Regions from separate parts of the Rattus norvegicus genome. Here region 1 is linked to region 2. The links are chromatin contacts, called in public Hi-C maps. All regions are on one chromosome and are shown on one strand. The core of a region is the stretch at or near the end of the contact, and the rest is flanking DNA. Distances in the headings are between cores, read along the strand shown. Region 1 has its middle 580 kb from the start of Irs1. Region 2 has its middle 450 kb from the start of Nyap2.

Region 1 (2,700 bases), core at 130-2,629, 170 kb before region 2:
ATTCGTAGAAAGAATTGACCAACTATGATAAACATCAACATGATAAAATGCCTAGAATTGATGAACTGCTATATTTTAGGTAAGGATTGACTTGTGTTTGAGGATTATAGATGTGTGTGTGTGTGTGTGTGTGTGTGTGTGTGTGTGTGTTTGGGTGTGACCTAACGCCATAAGAAAAAGACTATCCACAGTATAAATTTTAAGATATTTAGTTTACTATTTTTCTTTGTGTTTTGTCTACTACAATTTTTTTATTGGTCAGCCAAATGATTAGACACATTTATGACTTTTCATGTTTCTAAATAATATAGTATAGTTTTTGTAACCTTTTTCACCTCCATTGATTTGTCATTTATCCATTTATCCAAATGAATTATTCTTCTGTGGGATTGTATTCTGCTTGTGAAACTATGTCCTTAACATGGTTCATCCAAGCTCATACCATAAAACATGCAATGAATGTCCGATTCACATAAAATTGATAGCTTTCATATATATATATACATATACATATACATATATATATATATATATATATATATATATATATATATATATATATAGGCACCATCTGCCAGTTGTGAAAAGTGCAAATGGCATGATACTGGTTAGAAATGGACATAACAGGGCACTTGAAAACTTCCGGATAATGCACGAGACATGCTTTTTAATTAAAATACAGAGCTGGCTTAGCTAGACAAACACCAGTTTCTCCCCAGACATCACACTTACTCAGTCATGTATTAGCTTTGCTTATTTGTGTTATTTAAAAAGAATAATGATAAATCAGGGTAATGTACAGAAGACATGACCCAGAGAAATGAGGCGTGGTCTTCTGCTCGGGGCAAGCGGAAGGATACTCTGAGCGGGATGATGTGTATGGGTCTGCTTGTGCCTTTCCAACTTATTTCTGTGCCGTTTCTTTATTACTCCATTGTTTTAAGCAACATCGGCTCCCCCTACTTTCACCCACTTTATTTCACCGCGTTACAGCTGAGGCAAGCAATTCTCGACCCCAGTTGCACAATATTCTCTGGGTTATTGTGATCTCGAAAGACGTTGTGAAATTCTCCTAGCGAAATTAACTGCAATGTGATTTAATTTTTTTTTTCTCAAAGCATCGTGTGTACCATAAAATGCACCTAAGAGGAGTCCGGGTGAACAAAGCGGGAGGGAGTGAATCCAGAGAAAGATTACAGGCTGTCAGAACTGCAGGGCTGTAGGGCTGGCAGTGACTTCTGCTTTCGTCCCACAGACATTTGCGGGCAATGGCATGAGATGAAAAGCCGGGCATTCTCTCTATAATTTATATTGCCACAACATTCCATGCCGGCCACATGCTTCGGTCATACAGAGCTTACGAGCCCTTTTGTTCATTCAGAAGAATGTCCAAGAGGCTTCACATCTGCATACCTCTCTCGCTGCGAGCAAATTTGGACGCCTCTCAGTGAAGCAGAGACTGAGCGCCTGACATTCTGTTTGCTTTCGCTTGTTGATTTGTTTGCTTTAGAATATAAATCTCCGACTCGCAGCCATCTCCTTTCATGGTTAGAAGAGACTCTGGTTTGAATTCATCTTCTCCAACAATATGTTCTGGCTATATTACTGAAGACTCTCCTCACTCCTAAACTGGGGCAGCACCCCTCTCATAGAGCTATTGACAGGAAGGCTTTTTAATACCCTGACAGATTGCTTTGTAGCTGGAAGGAACGCCACACAAAAGTCAGCCCCTGATCTTCCCTAACTAGAATTATCTTAACTACAGCCATGGCTACTGCTACTTCTGCTTGTCTTTGCCACCCTAACCCCTCTACCAGGTTCTCTTCTCCGTTTTCACTGCAAGTCCCAGGCCATTCAGAAGCAGAGTCTTCTATTTGTCCTATCTTACCACATAGCTCACTATCTCTTTGTTTTCATGTAGAAAAATTAGGAAATGTCCTTTGTGGTCACTTGATGAAATGTGTTTGATGGAAATGAGAGTCAAATTTCACAGCCTTGCATTAATTTGCAGGAAAAACTGATGAGTGAGGTAAGATAAAATATCATTTGTTGGGCTAGATTCATTCTTCAGCGTTTTATGTTTTCCCCTACTCTATTTTTCTGTCAAAGGCCTATCTGAGTATTAGGATTAAATGATGACTTTCTGTAGTTGGAATAGTTCATAGTTAATATAACCAGATTTGAAGTTTGGTTTCTACTTTTCACACATTTGGGGTGTGTGTGTGCACGTTTGTGTGTGTGTGTGTGTGTGTGTGTGTGTGTGTGTGTGTGTGATGTCCCACTGTGTGGGTGTTAAAGTTAGAGGGCAACTTGTCAGTGTAGGCTTTCTCCTTCCAACGTGCAGATTCTGACTGATCTCAGGTCCTCAGGCTTGGCAACGAGTTCCCTTGTCCACTGAACCATCTTGGCGGTTTGAATGAGAAGGCCTACGGAGGCTCAGATATTTGAGTGTTTGTTTCCTGGTTGGTGAAAATGTTTAGGAAGATTTAGGGGTGTGGCCTTCTTGGAGGAAATGTATCCCTAGAGGGTGAGCTTTGAGATTTTTAAAGCCTAGGCCAGGCCCAGTCTTGCTTTCTTTTCGCTCTCCCGTGTATGGGCCTGAGTGTAGGAATTTAGTTACTGCTTTAGCATGCTTTAGTGCTCCCTGCCAAGTTGACAGAAACGGGTTAACGCTCTGAAACTGTAATAAGGCCTCAGTTA
Region 2 (2,707 bases), core at 51-2,550:
TGGTTAGTATTCAAGGTGCTTGTGACAAGATTCTTTCTCCACTGCAGTCATCAGAAAAGACAAAGGAGAAGTTGTTAACATGTACCTAAGAAGTCACCCAGGGCCACTCTTCTCAAACACTTCTTGCTAGCAGGCTGTTTGGAGAGGTTCCTAAAGTTTTGGAGAGCTAGTGCTGTACTTGCTGGACAGGGCTGATGCACCAGACCTTGAGCCACGATGTCATGATTCCTTTGGAAACTGTTGAGTTGGCTACAATAAAAGCATGGTGGGCTGATTCGGTTTGTACTCACCATGCTTTGGCAACATGAAGATGCGAATTGCCTTTCTTAAAGCACAGCTTTGAGCTGCTGGGATACCTAATATCACAAAAATCTCTAGACCAGCCCTGTCGATTCCCAGGAGAGAGGGCCTGGGAGCTATCCTCCATCTGACACCAGGACACGGTTCATACTAGCAATGACGAAGGTGACATAACAGAAAGCATTAGATTGACCAAACTCAATTTGTTTGCTCTCTGGAATTTTATCGACCATCTAATGGAACCAATGGAGTAGATATCTGGCCTGCTCCCCTACACTGCAGTAACCAAATATCTGGACAGAACTAGAGCACAGCGGCTGAGGCTGAGGGTAGGAGCAGAAGCCAGGGAACTGAAACTTTCACCACAGGAGGCCTTGGCTCCCGGGTGACATGGCATTGCTAGATTCTGAGAAATCTTTGAAGTGCACATGTCTCCAAAGAAACTAATAATGTAATTCTAGATGTCTACATTTGTTTCCTTAGATACATAACACAGCACAAACAATTTGGTTGCAGTTTTAGGGGCAGTTGTTTATAGTTAAATTAAGGGGCCTTTTGAAAACCAGGAGATGGGCCGATAGCCCTCAAAGATTTAAGCAGGAACCACAATTGAAAATTATAACCTAGCTTGCTTACAAGGCTATTTTTAGCTCATTCGTCTGCTTCTGAACATATTTCTCCAGTTTATTCCTATAATACATTTCTGTTGGTCACAGAGGCTTCTCTCCCGGCTATGCTAACATGATGCTTTACTGAGACCAAAGACAGAAATGAATCAAGAAGATGAAAGGGTAACAAGGAGTTAAAGGGCCGTGCATCACTCTCAAAGAAAGCCTCCAAAGTTTCCACAAGGAAGAGTTCTGCACACTGAGAACTTTCTTTACATTCATCCAGTCTTGAGAAACCTTTAATGTCTGCAGTCAAATGAGCTAACCCTGTGTGGATGGGGAAAGGCCCTGAGTCATGCAATTCAAAGCAAGTAAGCGAGAAAAGCTGGGCCAGGCTGATGAATGGCTGTGTATTCTAACAGGGTGAGGTCATGCATTTTCCCCATGAATAGCTATCTCCCTTTTTACTATTGACTACATCACCCATTTTATTTGGGATTATTTTGTTTGGGTGTCAGGGACATTTGTTCTCGTGACTACCCTTCCCCCATAGAAACCAACATTTTATCTATAAACACAAGACACTGAACCCTTTGAAGCAGGTAGGCCCAGAGCTGTTCAGCTGTTGCCCTTGACCTAAGAGAACTTGCATTTTTTCCCCTCCCGTTTCTCAGCTCAGATTCTATTTTCCTGCCAGCATAACACGGTGGCCAGTCTCATGAAGGGTTTGCCACTTGTGCTGAATTGGCTGAATCTCTGCAAATATTTGACATACATTTAATAAGTGTCACCTCAAGCTCTAAGGGTTTACTCGTGCTGCATGCATTCCCCTTGGTTGAACGGGCAGCTTCATTCGAGTCAGACAGAAGTGTGTAACAGAGTGTGTGTGTGTGTGTGTGTGTGTGTGTGTGTGTGTGTGTGTGTGTGTGTGTTTGTGTACGAATGTGATATTCAAAAGGTAATAAACTGAAAAGCCGTATTTCATCTTCATTTTTAGCTTTAGCTTTAAAGCAGACACAAAGAAAACCAAAGCAGTTACGGATCGGGTTTTTAATCTAGTTATTCGCTCCAAGTATGTTCCCCAACTGCTTTAGTTTTTTATCTAGGGATAAGAGAGGTACAAAGAGAAGAGAGGGGGAAGTGAGCCTGTTCACCATCGCTTTTGGCTATGAAGCAGTGCTGACCATGGGCTGCTCTAATATTAACTGCATTGTAGTTTTATTGTATCATTGTTGTTTTTGGCTGTGTTCATGAAATTCCCATGTTATGACCTAAAATGAACTGGAGAAAAGTGTTTGGTGGTATAGATGGCACAGAAATAAACTTCCTTTTGACTTCCTGCTTTCTCTCAGTGTGTTTGGTGTACTTACTGTGCTTCACTTTCAATACATAATATAAAATCTTAGAAAACTGCCATTAAATAATCATAAGATAAAGTAACGAATATTTGAGAAATACATACTCTCTGTGACATATAAGCAATATTTGGCATGATGAACTCCAGATTTTCAATTGTTTTCAGAAACCTTACTATCTAAACATATAATCTTAATTTTGGAAGTGCATTTCAAAATAAAGTAGAAACAAGTATTTTTGAGCACTGGTTAACATAGTATGATTCTCTATAAAAAGCAAAGTAAATAAATGTCTTAAAATAATATAAGGTCTCCTTTAAGCATTAACTCTTTTTTTTTTTTTGGTAAAATGCATTTGTCTATAGGAATTGACATACTAGGAATAAACAAAAGCTGAATATATTGATTATGACTAGAAGATTAAATTTAATATATTGTCATTGA

What was found. A called contact is a pair of places that touch in the nucleus more often than the background predicts.
Region 1: a contact with region 2 is called in a Hi-C map of the A7r5 cell line, with 2.3 times the contacts expected there. The contact joins two enhancer-like sites. A contact is called at or near these places in 2 of 12 Hi-C or Micro-C datasets (the A7r5 cell line and Schwann cells).

What each region holds. Positions count from the first base shown.
Region 1 is chr9:90,470,815-90,473,514 of GRCr8, reverse strand. No RefSeq gene overlaps it. Among named protein-coding and RNA genes, the nearest start is that of Irs1, 580 kb to the left of the region's middle. Within about 2 kb of position 1,379, at least 3 of the 93 cell types and tissues checked have an H3K27ac peak or open chromatin away from gene starts, as enhancers often do. A contact at or near this core is called in the A7r5 cell line and Schwann cells, where this site is marked.
Region 2 is chr9:90,303,819-90,306,525 of GRCr8, reverse strand. No RefSeq gene overlaps it. Among named protein-coding and RNA genes, the nearest start is that of Nyap2, 450 kb to the right of the region's middle. Within about 2 kb of position 1,300, at least 12 of the 93 cell types and tissues checked have an H3K27ac peak or open chromatin away from gene starts, as enhancers often do. A contact at or near this core is called in the A7r5 cell line and Schwann cells, where this site is marked.